Regions from separate parts of the Triticum aestivum genome. Here region 2 is linked to region 1. The links are chromatin contacts, called in public HiCAR-type maps. All regions are on one chromosome and are shown on one strand. Each heading gives the region's core, a stretch centred on a gene start, on an enhancer-like site or on the middle of the called end of the contact. The rest is flanking DNA. Distances are from core to core; before and after follow the strand shown. Region 1 holds the start of LOC123162100 (protein NRT1/ PTR FAMILY 2.3). Region 2 holds the start of LOC123155769 (rRNA N6-adenosine-methyltransferase METTL5).

Region 1 (7,615 bases), core at 2,676-5,175:
ACTTCAGGCACATAATCTTCAGATTGACAAAGTCGCCACAGACACCTTCATAGTCGACGGGAACGTCTCCTCCCACTGCGCATCGCCAGAAAGCTTGAAATAAATTCAAGAAAATGCGAGCACCAATGTCAAGTCTGGTACTTGAACTCTGGTGGACAGGGGATACCACTGTCCTTCTAACGATCCAACCATAGGCTGGTTCACAAATAGTGATCGTATATGAGTGGTATCTTAGGTGAATAGTAAATTTGTATAAGCAGTACTTTGGATGACCAGTAATTGTATTTAACAATTGCAGATGTATGAATAGTGACTCATATGAATAGTACCACGAACAATACTTTCAACAAAAAAATATAAGCAGACTAAAAAAGATCCGGTAGTCGAAGAACTCTGCTGTTAATTAGTTCAATCATTAGGAGCAACGGTGTACATCAAGGTAGAGTAGGATTGGGCGAAATAGTGAGAATCGAATTGAGTGTCTCTCCTTCATATAGATAAAGTGGTAGAGCTCCTGATTATTGATTTGTTTCCGTTCCTAAAATATGTCTTCTTCGGTGGTGTCCATGGATGATTTCTTAGACCATATTTTTGATGTCATATTCTAGATCCCGTGGTAATTCAATTTCTATAATTTTATTTGAATGTTTAACAAGTATTATGTCCAGGTGCTTGATTCTTTGGAATCCCATTTGTTGAATGTTGTAGTGGAGATACCAGATAATGTCAACTTACAAATTATACAAGTTTGCCGAGATAAGCGAGGAAAATGTGGTTCTCTCTTTTGCTGATCACTTGGAAGCCATACAAGCATTCAAATATGCAAATAAAGGAGAAGCTCCCTATCCGAGTGGTCTGGCATATATTGCTTCACAGTTGATCTTCTGCAGTCAAATCTAAATGGTGCACGGTGATCAAAGGATTACAGTATGTATAAAAAGGCTTCCTCTTTTAAATCATTACAGCCAACTCGACCTCAAACCCATTGACATTTATTTTCTCATCTTAAAATAAGAAACAACATACATGCATACGCGAGATGAGGCACCAGCGCGGCGTGCTGCCGCGCCTTCCGCCTGCTAGTCCCATACTAAGACTAGGATGTGTCGCCACATCCTAGGCCAGTCCTTTTCTTCAGAGCACGATGAAAAATCCTATGACAAGAGAATGTATACATGAGTCTATTGCTCGTAATGGTTGTGTGCAAGATGAAAATCAAACTAGGGGACGTAGACAATAAGACCCTATAGCATAAATTAAAGGAAGAATTTGCTTGATTTCCTTCGAACGAAAAGAACAATCCAAATGCCCCCACTGCATCAATGGTTACATTCGGTCTGCAGTCTGAACTGCATGGCCAAGACAGTTGACAGGGGTGCCATCAACTTTTGTACTTCCTCCGACACTTGAACTAAAACCATCACACTTATTTTGAATTGGAGGAAGTACGTGCTATGGTGGCACACTGGCACGTCGCAACAATATAATCACAGGGTGAATTTTTCATCTCAAGGGCAAAAGGCTATCATCTCCTACTAGACAAATCTCTAACTCACCTTTTGGGGCTTCCACTCTTACATAAAGCTCTTGCTTTGACAAATCAAAATTGTGTGAGGTACCTGCTTGGTGGAGAACATATCCCAACATACCCATACGGCCGCATGCACGTCTCTGACTGGTGAGCTGCATATATCCTGCTTTCCACATTGCTGGCAAAGTTATCTGAGTGATATGTAAGCCATTACTCCAATGCTCATTGCTCAATCATTCAGTCATCCGCGCGTTCCCACCAGTACCATCCATCGTTAGTGGAGCTTATTAATTAGCAACATATGACACCACACCACACATTTGACAACGAAGTTTTTCTCTACGAGGAATTGATCGTCTACGACCAATACATGTAGTACGTACGATTATTGAGGTCGGTCCCAATACTCCACCACTCTTTACCACTGCACTGATGTGACAGTGTAACTAAAGAATTGAGGGTCGCTCCGATAGTTAGAGCATCTACAGCCGGACTTTGCAAATTCAGCTCCTCAAACACCCGCAGACGCGACTGGACGCGTCCGCGGGCAGTGACTAGTCACGTCATAAATTAGCCACTGTGCATCTGAGTCTTTCATATGTCGATCCCTAAATTCATACAAAGCATGCAAAAGAAATCCAATGTACTACATACTACATGCACAAGAAATCTTCGTCACCGGAGATGTCCACGACGACGGTGCCGGGCGCCGGCTGGAGCGGCGGGTAGGAGGGCTCCGGCTCATCCTCCTCCTACTCGACCTCATCCATGTAGACGAGCATTTCCGCCTCCTCCGCGGCCTTTTGCGCCTCCATCTGCTGCCGATGATGGCATCTGGCCTCCGCAGCCGACTCCGGGCGGAGGGAATCTAGGATGGCCTGCTGCTCCGCCTGCAGATCCGCGTCGCCATCGTCCCCCACATCCTCCTCCTCCACCTCCTCCTCCAACTCCTCCTCTGAATCCACTGCATCCGGAGGTAGCCCCACGGCGATCCAGGCTTCGCGCCTTGCCCGGATATGCTCAGGGAGCTCGAGCCGGCGCTTCGGCGTTAGAAATGGCTCGCTCCTACTAGGCGGATGGGGGGAGTGGAAAGTGGTGGCGGCGGCAGACAGGGGGAGGAAAATAGGTATGGTAGGGTTTCAGTGTCATTGGTCGGCTTAAATAGCCGGGCTAGGCACTACGCGACCCGCCGGAGTGGCGCCACGTGGCGACACCGGTCCGATGGAGGATACGAGCTTCGGACCGCCGGGTTTTTGGGCGTTTCCGCGTGGGACCCCATCGTCAGTCCGACGTGGCGGGCGTGCCCGTGCGCCTCCATATTCGTCTCATATTTGGACTGGATATGAGGGGTGCCGGTCAGCCCGGACGTTTTTGGCCCGTTTGAGGGGGCCGTCTAGGTCGAAAAATCGTGACCGGGTGGCCCGCCTGGCCGTATGAGGTGGGTTTGGGGCGCCCGGCTGTAGATGCTCTTAGGTCCTTGTATTGAAACAAACCCATTAGGCTTCAAGTGCTAGACTTGATATTGATGGTCGTTTTTTAGATTTATGTCAGACCTTCTGGCGTTGTTTGTTTAGTTGAAGAAGACGTCTCGTCGACTACAAAGACGTCTGTGACAACTTTGTCAATCTCAAGATGTTGTATCAACTCAGTATCTCGAAGATGCTCATAGGAGTAAGATGGACGTGTGTAAGGACTACGAAGTGGCTACGATGACTTCATAAAATCTTAAGATGATATGTCGGCTCAGTCTCAGGGTGAGTGTATGTGCATATATATGAGCGTTTATGTCTGTACTATGTTCAAAAATAAGAAAGAGAAGCGCTAACATGCAACATTGTACCATTGATATAGCACATGCGGCTATAAAACACTTCATCACATAAGTGTGTGTGGATTAGTAAATAACACAGAATCACATCCCAACAAAGCCCATCGAAACACCGATTATAAAAAAAGAAAAGAGTTTGTCTAGGACATATCTAGATATGCCCTAGTAGTTATTGTACATCTAAGTCACTCAATCAAGCATAAGAAGGTAAAGCAAAAAGGAAAATATCCACACGAACCTCCGCGTAAGATCAATGACTTAAGACTTACATGTGCAATACTTATGGCACAGCTAAATGTGCTTTAGCAAAACGGTGTATATATTGAAAGTCTGTATTTTCGAATTGCTCTTTTTTTTTGCGAAAAGCACATGAATGAATCTAAAGCTCATCAGATTATATACCACCATCCAATTGTTAATCTATTTGAAAAGCGGGCTCACTTGACACTGAGTCACTGACGGACTGTACGTAGACAAGTCAGACATGGAGCTTTAGCGTGCTCTCGTGCCTCTTTTTTTCCCCTCGTATCAAAAGAGATAGCTGGCCAACTCCACCGTCTACCGGTCTTTGCTAGAGATAGTGCGACAATATATACTGTATGATATAATAGCCATGCCACCTAGTTTTACGCTGCACATATGCCATGCCACCTAGTTTTACGCTGCACATACTCATGACTTACGCCTGCGCTCGTAGCTCAATCATTGCAGCAAGAGAGACCATACCCATGGAGGCCAACGGGTCGCAGCAGGAGGAGGCTGGGCACCTCAGCGTTGATCACGAGCCCCTCAAGGAACCCAGGAACAAGAAGGGGGGATGGATCACCTTCCCTTTCCTCGCAGGTTCGTGCATCCTACTCGTGTGTGCTCTAGTCTGTGGAGCATGATCACAATTAAGTCTGTGTCTGGCCGTGTGATCAATCGATGTTTGCAGTGGCCATACTAGGCCTCGGGCTGGCGACCGGCGGCGCCACGTCCAACCTGGTGGTCTACCTGATAAAGGAGTACAACGTGGCGAGCGTCGACGCGGCGCAGATCTCCAACATCATCTCCGGATCCATCAGCGTCGCCCCCGTGGCCGGCGCCATTGTCGCCGACGCCTTCTTCGGCTGCTTCCCCATCGTCGCGGTCGCCATGGTCATGGCCGTCCTCGTAAGTTTATGATCTGCGCGCGCGTGCACATGTATGTTCATTACCAAAGCTTCTGCTCCACTGACCACTCCATGTCGCGCGTGCAGTCCTTGGTCATGTTCACGCTGACGGCGAGTCTTCCCGGACTCCGGCCGGCGGCATGCCAGCTCGGCGCCGGCCCGTGCGAGCAGGCGTCGACGGGGCAGATGGCGGCCCTGTACGCGGCCGTGTTCCTGCTCTGCCTGAGCGCGGCGGGGGCGCGGTTCAACCAGGCGACCATGGGCGCCAACCAGTTCGAGGCCGCCGCCGACCGCGACGTCTTCTTCAACTGGTACTTCATCTTCTTCTACGCGTCCACCGTGCTCGGCGCTACGGTCATCGTCTACCTCCAGGACACGGTGTCGTGGACGCTCGGCTTCGGCGTCTCGTGCGCCGCCAGCGTCGTCGGCCTCACGGCGCTGCTCCTCGGCGCGCGGTACTACCGGCAGCCCCCCGCTCAGGGCAGCCCGTTCACGGGGCTCGCCAGGGTGGTCGTCGCCGCGGCGAGGAAGAGGAAGGTCAGTGTCGTGGCGTCGGAGGAGTTGAAGTTTTACTACGGGCTATGTAGGGGCGACGAAGACGTCAAGACTGGCGGCGACGGTGTCGTTACCCCGAGCGACAGCTTTAGGTAAGAAAAGATTTCGTATGCATTTGTTTATGGGTGTGGTTAGGTCTCAATCCACTGAGATTTAATCAAGTCTTCGTTTTAGGATTTAATCAAGTCTTGGTCAAGAGACGTAACATGCAATAGAGGAAAAAAAACTGATTTTTTTTTTGCACGGATCTCGGTATAAGATCTCACCGTTATAGTATCGACTGAGATTTAATGAAGTTTGAGTCGACTGGGACTTAGCAAGACTCTTTGTTTATATCACCTCCGTTTCCAAAATAGTTGAAGTTCTAGACTTGTTCTAGGTCAAACTTCATTATGTTTGACCAAGTCTATATAAAAATATATCAATACTAGCAATGTGCACGTGCGTTTCAACGGATCCAAAATAGAATAATATATATTCACAAATTTGAAAGAAACAATCTATTTTTAGTATACATATACCATTAAAAATATATCATATTTCACTCAAAATATATTCCTTGGGTTATTTTGATGAGGTATATGGTTGGTTTTGATGAGGAATATGGTTAGTTTTAAGATATTAAGGGGTTTCCTTTAAATTGGGGCAAAGAAGTGGGATATTGTTGCAAAAATGCCATGACTTGCCTCATAGTCGTTAGATGTAGATCTGATGGTCAGAAATAACGGACGGCAGACACACCATCATCACCAACTGAATCTTTTATAAGAGTAGAAATCTATAAAATAAAATTTACTTCAATAGATTCATTATGAAATATATTTTTGTATTATATATATTTGACATTGTAGGTCCTTGCGGATTTTTTTTACGGTCTTATTCAAATTTACAAAGGTTTCGCTTAGAAAAATCTTAAAACTTTAATTATTCCGAAACGGGGGAGTGCTAGTTTGGTTCCACATGCATAAACGAACTTTATAAATGCTTAAGCTTAAACCCTTTAAAATGGCAGGGAATGTGGAAGTAAATAATGATTTATTTATTTTAAGTTGATTTTCTTTTGTTAGGAAGTGCTTTTGTAGTATACCCATGGTTTTGAATTTTGGTTTCACTAATATTTCAGCAACAACAAAATCATTTAACTTTCAGTTATTTCTAGATCAAAGTCCAAAATATTCACATAAATTTAATTGACTCCAACCAATTATTCTGAGTCTTAAAAAATCATAATAATTTATTTATGGGTGTGTCTAGGTCACATGTAGATGAGAAATAACTATGTCTCATCTAACTTCTTCACCATTCGATTTTACGCGAGATTCGTTGGGATTTTTTCTTTTGTTTTTTGTTTGGTTAATCGAGTATTGTAGGAGTTAGATGAGACTTTATTAATTCTCATCTAGTTGAGAATCAGCAAATCCATTTATTTATGTGTAGTACAACCATAATGGCTAAAATATTTTGATTGAAACACAATTATCACAGAAACCGCGTACTACAGAACACCGAATTATCTTCACTCCAAAACGCTTTGGTTTGTAGTACTACGTGAACTAGGTAGCTACCACGTCGACACATATCAATTAATGTTTGTTGAAATAGTTAGGTTCCTTTCTGTCTGGTCATATAACATTGTGCTAAAAATCAATTAGGTTCCTTGGTATAAATACCCTTGTACTACAAGAAAACAACATACGGAAGTATACAGGGCAACGCAAAAAAGTGCTTTTAGCACAGGACCATACTGATCTTGACATGTTTTCATTTTCGTTTTTCCATCGCAACATACTTGTGTGTGTGCGCGCCCAACTTTGTACCAAACCATTGGGCTTTATGCTAAAGCTGGATCATATGGATAGAAAATCCATGCTCTTCCTTTGGTCTCACCCAGGCAAAATACTCAGTAGATCTGCGACAACAAACAGGTAATTGTGCAAAGCGGTGAGCACTATTATTCACTTTTTATATTAGACTATTAGCTTCTCTTCCTTTCTTTTGTGCTCATTGAGAATGGAGATATTCTTTCGCTGCAATTTGCATGTTTGTAGTTTATTTCCATTTGTACCCACTCACCTTAGGGCTTTTGAAAACGAGACATTACAATCTATATGATATTCTAGTTTGAATTGCACATGCATTAAGTATATACATTTTGTGTTTTGAGCATAATTAAATTTCGTTCCATAGTTAATAAAGATAGTACTTGGTCACTGTTGGGTATGCAGGAGTATGTGGCAAGGGTTGTTTTCCTGTCCATGGCAACTTAACTCCCACCTCCACACTATAATCAGTATTATCGGTGATTATTAAAGCAATGACATGGACATATTACCTCACGGTTGTGCTACACAAAATATAGTGCTTTCCTAGTTTGTTTTGTGTGTGTGTGTGTGTGTGTGTGTGTGTGGAGACTGAAGGAAAATATTGGCTTTACAATTAGATAAACTTTTAGCATGCTTATCATGGATATCGAAATTGGTGAACACATTGAAATGGTAAGTATAAATTTGTCCCCATATTAACATTATAATTTTACTAGATTTTGTCGGT
Region 2 (7,615 bases), core at 3,661-6,160, 360 kb before region 1:
AATACTTCCCTCACGGTTTTTAATAATTTTATTTTATTCCCAGCATTGGCTTAGCCTGAATGTGCCATATATACACAAACTATTTTGGTTAATCCTCATTTACACATGCTCAGGAGTTCCATACACAGTACAGGGAAGCCTCAGTGATAAAATAAAAACATACTATACGAAGGGAAAATTAGCACTAGCTGACTTCATATTGTTTCAGTTATTTCATTAAATTGTCAATCATCTAGTTTCTTTCTCCTAACTAAAGAAAGGTCGCACAACTGAAAATATGAGACATGGCACGGTTATAACGGCCTGCTCTTTCAACGGTTTTTTGAATATGCATTTTTTTGCTTGTTCGATGGAAATGCACGATGGACCATAGAATTCTTGGCAAAAGAAGTATTTATATTGTTGTTAAAATTCCATGGCTGTCGTTTCGAAAAAAAATATCCATGGCTGTGGTTTCTATTGGGAATGGTAAATTAATGGCTGAGTTCGTCACATATATTCCAAAGAAGTGTGAGCTATGCATGCTTCAATTTTTATCTCTTTGTTGTACCAGATACAAGAAACTAGTGCGGAAAATGTGCTGCAAATGTCTTGCCAGGATGTTGGACCTAGTGGGTCTAGTGGCCATGCTAATCAAGCTAATCAACAGCAGCATTTTCATCCTGCTTGTGACCCTTCCATGCGTATAGGGTAATTTTTTTTCTTCAACTATTAATAAGAGACTCCAAGTATGATGCCTTATTAACATTAACTATGTTCTTTAAATATAAATAATCTCAGCAAAAAGGAAAACTCATATCAACAGCTCATACTTTAGTAAATTATATGAATTGATTTTTAAACATTCTTTTTGAAAGGAATACAGTACTATATTTGAACAAGATTGCCAACATGTAAAAAAAGGAATAAAATCCAAATTTGCATTACCAACAGAAACTAAAGTATCTCAGTAGAACAGCTTGTGCAGAATCAATAAAAAGGTTTCCTTTTTAAACATGTCTTTGTCTATTTTTTTTCATAATGACCTATTACGATCGTGTGCAGGTATCAACGAAATTTCCTGGATCAATTGAACAACGAATGAATGGTTGTATTACTTGAGCCGGAGTTCAGATGTCCTATGTCGGGTCGATGTGATATAAATTTAATGCAATGCTTTCTTTTATCCATGGGTTCTAACTTAAAACAACCTATTATGTACTATTCAATCATATTGTGTGCTATTTTAAACTTGAGAGGAGAATTATCTGAATGTTGGATGCTGAATTGACCACACAATCTCTCAGTTTGAACTGAGGGTACTGAAAAGTGCACCGTGTCAGTGCATAGCTACAAACAATAAGTCACCACTGCACTGACATGTTATCCATAAATGTTCATAAAAGTATAGCAATTCATCTCCATTTCCATAACGAAAATAAAGTAAAAATTAGGTAACTATACCATAATTATGAAATGAGAAACATGTTTCGAACATTAATTCAATATATAATAAACACTTCATTTTCAAGCCATATACACATGGTCTTATTTACCATTTTTATCATGTCAATATGGATTCCATAATACATTTGAAGGTCGTCATATAATCTATGGAAACATCCCGAAGGTCGTCATATATATAATCTATGAAAACAAAGGTTCATATTATCTATAAATAGCATGCCCCATAGTAACATCCAAAAGGTCGTCATATCACCTATAAATAGCATGCATATATAATAGTGTCAAGTCTGTGTACGTGTGACCAGCTCAACTAGATCCATCTCCTCCTTCACCTGGACAGTCTTGATTTCTGTTGGACCTACCGCTGTCACCAATAGCGATGATCCAGATTCAATGTTTGTGAGTGCGTCATCACACCACGCCATCTCCATATCTATCTCATGGTCAATCTTAATAGTGTAGTCCATATGGTTGAAGATATAGTCCATGTCAACATCATCATCTATGCTGTAAACCGGGTATTGCGCATCCTCCTTTGTGTCAAATAAACCATCACACATGTCAACAGAAAAATCATCACATGTAGGGACTAGAACTTCTTCACAAGAGTCAGCCTCTCTGTCATCTGTGCTGAATAGTCCCTGGGTGATCATTGTGTTGGATGGGTTGGATTCTGACCAACTGTCATTCACCTGTGCCAGATTTTGTGTTGGGGGTGCTGGTGAAGATGGTGACAGTGGAGGTTCTTTTGGGGCTAGAGGAGCAGCAGTGACCTTGCTAGAGCCAATTCCAAGGCTTTTGATGTAGTTCTGCAGAAGGGTCCCAGATTTGATATTCTTGGCGCTTGTGCGGGTCCGCCTCCGTGCAAACTGCCTTCTCTTGGTTGCATTCCAATGATTTTTTATGGAGTTTTCAGTTCTCCCAGGGAGGCGCTTAGCTATCTCTGCCCATTTGTTGCCAACCTCCTTGTGTGTTTGTATTAGAACCATGTCTTCCTCCTCACTCCATGTATCTTTCTGCATTTGTGGTTTCATCCACGCACAAAAGGTTTATTTCAAGCATGAATACTACACAGATAATATGAGAAGTTTTCAGGAAAAAGAACTTGACAAAAATATTTCAGATTTGGAAGCATCCATGCCCATTTTTGTGTTTCACCATGATAATTTTACCCATTATTGTCATTTATCATTAAACATTTTGTAATTTTTAAAAATTTGATAGGGGCAAAGGTTATTTGAACTTCTATAGCTCTGGTCGACAACATGATTTTCCATGATGCATTGTTTCTATCCGCAAAAAAAAAAATGATGCATTGTTTCTAGTTTTTCCTAAATCATATTTCCCCTCAGTTTATGTTTCCTTGTCCCATGTGGGCATGTCAGGTTAGAATTTTCTTCTCTGTGCCGGTTCGAGTTTCTATCATCATGGTTAAGAACCATTCAGTACTAAGTACTATCCCCATTCCCCACCCATCAACCTGATAAAAGCTAACCAAAAAAGATATCGCTTATATTACTCACAAAATTTAGTGCACCCTTAATAAAGGGCAGGCCCAATGACATTCAAATATCCCTCAGTGTGTCCAAACTAGTTTTTTAATCTTAATTAGATTGCAAATCTAGTGCTAAATACTATCCCCACCCATGAATCTGATATAAGCAAACCAAAAATGACATCGTGTATGTAATTTCCAAAATTTAGTGCACCCATAATGAATTGCAGACTGACCCAACGACATTCAAATCTCACTCAATGCGTTCAAATTAGTTTTTTTTGGAGCTTAATTAGTTTACTATTTCATTAAACACGGTCAAAGCAAAAGACATAACTGTAGGCATTCCATTTATTACAGAATACAAAGGAGATCAAAATAGATTTGACTCCTCGGTTCAGTTCAAACGGAAGTTGGAGAGACAAACCTTGATGTTAGGTCTCAAATGGTTGTGCCATCTTTCTCTGCATTGCTTTCCAACTCTTCCAGGCAACATTTGCGCTATCTGAGACCACTTCCTCAATCCAAACTGCTCCACTAACTTCACCAACTTCCTGTAAAAGATGCAAGGACGAGCTTAACATCGCAGATAGCAAGCAATAACACAGACATACAGCGCCGCAAACAGAGAAAATACTGAACCAAGCATGAAACAATATATCTAATTCTTACCTGTCTTCTTCCAGTGTCCATTGCCCTTTGACAACATTAGCCCTCTTGAGAGCCTTACTGGAGGCCTTCTTTCTTGGGAAAAACCTGCGGCTCATCTCATAGGTCTTGTATGATCCAAGGCCGCCTCCCATGAGTTGTGAAACCTCAAGTTTTGGTGTCAGCAGAGGCACGTGAGGTCCAGAACTATGAACGATTGATGATGAAGAGTCCCCACTGATGACAGCTTTCGTCGTCACGCCTTGTGGGTACTGGTAGTAGTCAGGATAGAAGGCCGCAAAGGGGCCGATCGATCCACCGACAGGTTCGAACGAACGATCAAGGGAGTGGAGATCATAGTGGGCACTCTGCTGCACATGGAAATCAAGCGGCATGTCATCGCAGCTCCCTGCGTGGGGCTGGAAGCAACCGAAATCCATGGAGGGGTTTCAGGAGCTGGCTACTGCTAGGGGTGGGGGTGAGGGGGAAGAGGGACCGGACGGATGCTGGTTCCTGTCTACCTGCATCTCTCGGAAGAGGAGACATTGGCATGGCGTGTCACATTATATCTTGACAAGACCGGCCTTATGGCCCTTAATGGCCACAAACTAAGGGGTTTTTATGGGTTTATTAACTTGCGTTGTTAATGGGGCATTTACTTTCATAAATCGATTACTTCATGCAAGAGAAAGAAAACTATAGTTAATTAAGCAGCATGCATTATTCAGAAAACGTGGCACACACACCACCCGTACCCATTGCAAGATGCTGGTCAAGCCGAGAAGTCATTAACATCCGCAGTAGTGCATGGCATGCGATGCTATATGCCTGTACCATCAGTCGTTTCGTTTTCCTTGTGATGTAAAAGTAAAGCACATCTGCTTGGCTGAAAAATAAATTGCGCAGAAATTGAGCTGTAAATTCATCCTGAACTGAATCTGTGATCCTTCCAAACAGTTTTCTCAGAGAGTGCAGAACCCATGTCCAAGTTCGATCGAAATAGATGTCCATGTTATAGCACCGATATTTAGCAAATGGCAAGGCTTTTGTTCTGGCTGTGGCTGTGGCATGCAATGCAAGTCTTAGTACTTATCTTTAGGGAAACCTTCCCAGACGGCGCGCCGGCCGAAGCGTTCCGCCGGTCGCACCGCTCGCTTTATCTACATGTAGGCCCACCACCGAACGACCATCTACCTTATCTCTTCAGGAACAACACCATCCACTCATTCTTTTGCTCGTGCATCTCCTCTACCGCAACCTCCTCCGCTCGCCTCTTTTCTTCCTCTCTTGTAGATGCTTGCGCCTCCCCCACCGGCGACCGGCTGTGCCGCCAGCCATGGCCACCGCGCCTCCCCCACCGTGGCTGCCCCCACCCCGCCCCCTCACGCCCCACCAGCGACCAGCGCTGCAAACCAACCCCCACCGGTGCTGCCGATGGCGGCGAGAAGTAACGGAGAGCCGCGGCGGCCGACGTTGAGGCGTTGCAACCACGGCGACAAGTGATGGAGATCCATCATTTTCTTTTCTTGGAAGCAGCCCCAATTTTTGCTGCAGACGCCCTTGATTTTTGCTGGAACCAGTGTAAGATTTTGCTACAACCATGTTCTTTTTCTATGGAACCAACTCGAAGTTTTGCTGCCATGTCATTTTCTTTTTGGTACAACCGGTTTTCAATTTTGCTACCACCATCTTCAGTTCTTGCTGGAACCAATTAATTATTTTGCTACCACCATGTTCGTTTCTTTTTTATGGAACCAACCCAAATTTTTGCAACCATGTCATTTGTTTTTGATACAACCAATGTACATTTTTGCTACAACCAACCTCGGTTTTTGTTGGAACCAATCAATTATTTTGCTACCATGTTTTTTGGGGGGAACCAGTGCATCAATTTCTTTGCTACCACCGTTTGAGTTTTTGCTACAACCAATGTTCTCAATTGCTACATCCAACACGCATCACAGTGTCATGTAATTTGTTGGAACCAGCAAACATTCTTGCTTGAAGCGGCATGATTTTTTGTTGGAACCAGTGTTTCTTTTTGCTGGAACTAGCTAATTTTTTTGCTACAATCTGCTACTGGAGTTTTTGTGCTGTTGAGAGTTTTGCTGGAACCATCATTATTTTTTGCTGGAACCGGCAAATTTTTTGCTTCAACCCAGCATTGGAGATTTTTATTGCTTTTTTTGCTAGACATGACGCTGCAAGTTGACAATGGCGGCGAGCCGGAGACGGGGACGCCAGGGATGCTCCAACCATGATGACAGCGCGCTGGAATCCTCCTGTGTTTGAGTTGCAACCATGACGAGCAGAGGCAGCCAAGGCAAGTGTCGGAGACGACCGTCAGGCAAGCGGCAGGCGAGCGCGGGTGACGGGCGTGGTGGCGCGGTGGAAAGCAAGCACGGGAAGACGAGGACTATCGCGAGCGGCCGGCGAGCACACAGATCTGGCATGCGCGCTCGCTGTCCTTTTTTTTGTGTTTCCTGTGCGTGTTTTTTTTTCTGCATGTTTGACTTTTAAAACAAAGCAATCAGACGGTGGGGAACGGATGTATCGGGCGGCTGGGGCTTGACCGGACGAACAGTTCGGCCGGTGCGCCGGCGCCTATAAGCGCCCTTATCTTTAAGCAACCAATTTGGAGTTTTGGACACTTCAGAAATGGTATCGATTAATCAGTCTTATATAATTAAACTGCAGCATCGATCGAAGATGAAGGAAGCTGCGAGCTCAAATTATCACGCGCGGAAACAAAATCGAACCCCTTTTTGTGTAGGGGAAGAAACCTAGCTAATTTGCAAGGAAAAAAAATGCTGCTTGCTCAAGCGCAAAGGCGAAGAACTGGGGCGAGGACGAGCAAGCGGCACATACCTACTACGTGCACCGTCGCCCACGGGAAGAGCCCGTCTCGCTGGCGGCGCGGACGGAGAGAGCGGGAAGCAACCGGTGGCGATGCCGACGGCGACGGCGGTCTCGAGTCCACCGGCCGCCGCACGGCACGAGCAGAAAAGGAAGGAGAGAGAGACCATCCGCCTCTCCGAGTTCCTACCCGCTCGTACTGGGCTCATTTTAGGTTGGGCTTGGTGGGCTCTTGGGCTGGTGTTGGGCCTTACAGGCGGGCCAGGCTAGAGGCCTGGTATTGCGGTCCGGCCTGCGACGGCCAGCCCTGATGGAAAAGGCCGCCCTCTGGCCGTCGGAGGCGCCACTGGCTCGCCGGCAGGAAAAGAGGCAACATCTCCAACTCCGTGACGGCGACGGCGAGGGTAGGAGGAGGAGATGAAGCTGAAGCAGCTGGAGGGCCTGCTGGGGGGCCTGACCCAGTTCTCCGACCCCAAGGTACCCTCCGCCGCCCCCGCCGTTCGATTCGCCTCCAGAACAAGCATGAACTTATCTGAGCTTGCCGCCGCCGTCGCCGGCGGCGGCCGTGGGTGCAGGTGGAGCTGGAGCAGTACGCGACGGGCCCCCACATCGCGTCGAGGATGCTCTACACGGTAGCGCCCCCGCCCCGATTGATTCCGATATATGCCTTTGTTTGCTTTATGCATGGATGCGATCCTGGTACTTGCTGTGATGCGATTGTGTCTGCAATTGGACGCCCGCGAGTGCGCGCGGCCGCGGCTCCATGCCCAAAACCGGCAAGCTACTCCGGCAGTGGGCTAGTAGGCTTGTGGCGACTTCCATGCTTTGCTATACAAGATTCTGCACATGTTGTTGCTCGCACTTTAATTCTTTTGCAGTACAAAGTTGGGAGTGTTTGATTTTTCAGCTGCTTGCAAGTTGTGCCTCAACCTTTAGATTTGTCTTGCCTGGCTACTTTTATCTGAAACAGTGCATGTTGAACCATAAGGTAGACAGATAGCTAATTAGGCCTGTTGGGCGTGCTTGGATGCTGAAATTCTAGTGATTCTGGTTGTGTGCCTCTGTTGTATCTTTCTCATGGTGAGTTGGTGAATCCGTCAGGCCGAGAACAGCTTCGACGACATAGCTGGTAAAGTGGTGGCGGATTTTGGGTGCGGCTGTGGTACCCTG

The links. HiCAR-type assays count read pairs that join an accessible place to other places.
Region 2: a contact with region 1 is called in a HiCAR-type map of leaf, with 7 times the contacts expected there. The contact joins the promoter of LOC123155769 here to the promoter of LOC123162100 in region 1. A contact is called at or near these places in 2 of 5 Hi-C or Micro-C datasets (leaf and root) and 1 of 1 datasets of contacts at active chromatin or transcription factors (leaf).

Annotation. Positions count from the first base shown.
Region 1 is chr7B:19,345,211-19,352,825 of IWGSC CS RefSeq v2.1, reverse strand. It overlaps LOC123162100 (protein NRT1/ PTR FAMILY 2.3), which reads left to right and starts at 3,925. Exons shown (of 4, transcript XM_044579902.1): 1 at 3,925-4,202; 2 at 4,306-4,511; 3 at 4,598-5,157. The coding sequence starts at 4,004.
Region 2 is chr7B:19,708,864-19,716,478 of IWGSC CS RefSeq v2.1, reverse strand. It overlaps LOC123155769 (rRNA N6-adenosine-methyltransferase METTL5), which reads left to right and starts at 4,910. Exons shown (of 10, transcript XM_044573901.1): 1 at 4,910-5,170; 2 at 5,783-6,922; 3 at 7,021-7,077; 4 at 7,547-7,615. The coding sequence starts at 6,863. LOC123155766 (transcription factor MYB3R-4-like) reads right to left here and starts at 4,757. Exons shown (of 3, transcript XM_044573898.1): 1 at 3,614-4,757; 2 at 3,369-3,495; 3 at 1,728-2,462. The coding sequence starts at 4,029. The coding sequence ends at 1,728. It overlaps LOC123155767 (MADS-box transcription factor 5), which reads left to right. Exons shown (of 8, transcript XM_044573899.1): 7 at 554-690; 8 at 1,045-1,252. The coding sequence ends at 1,084.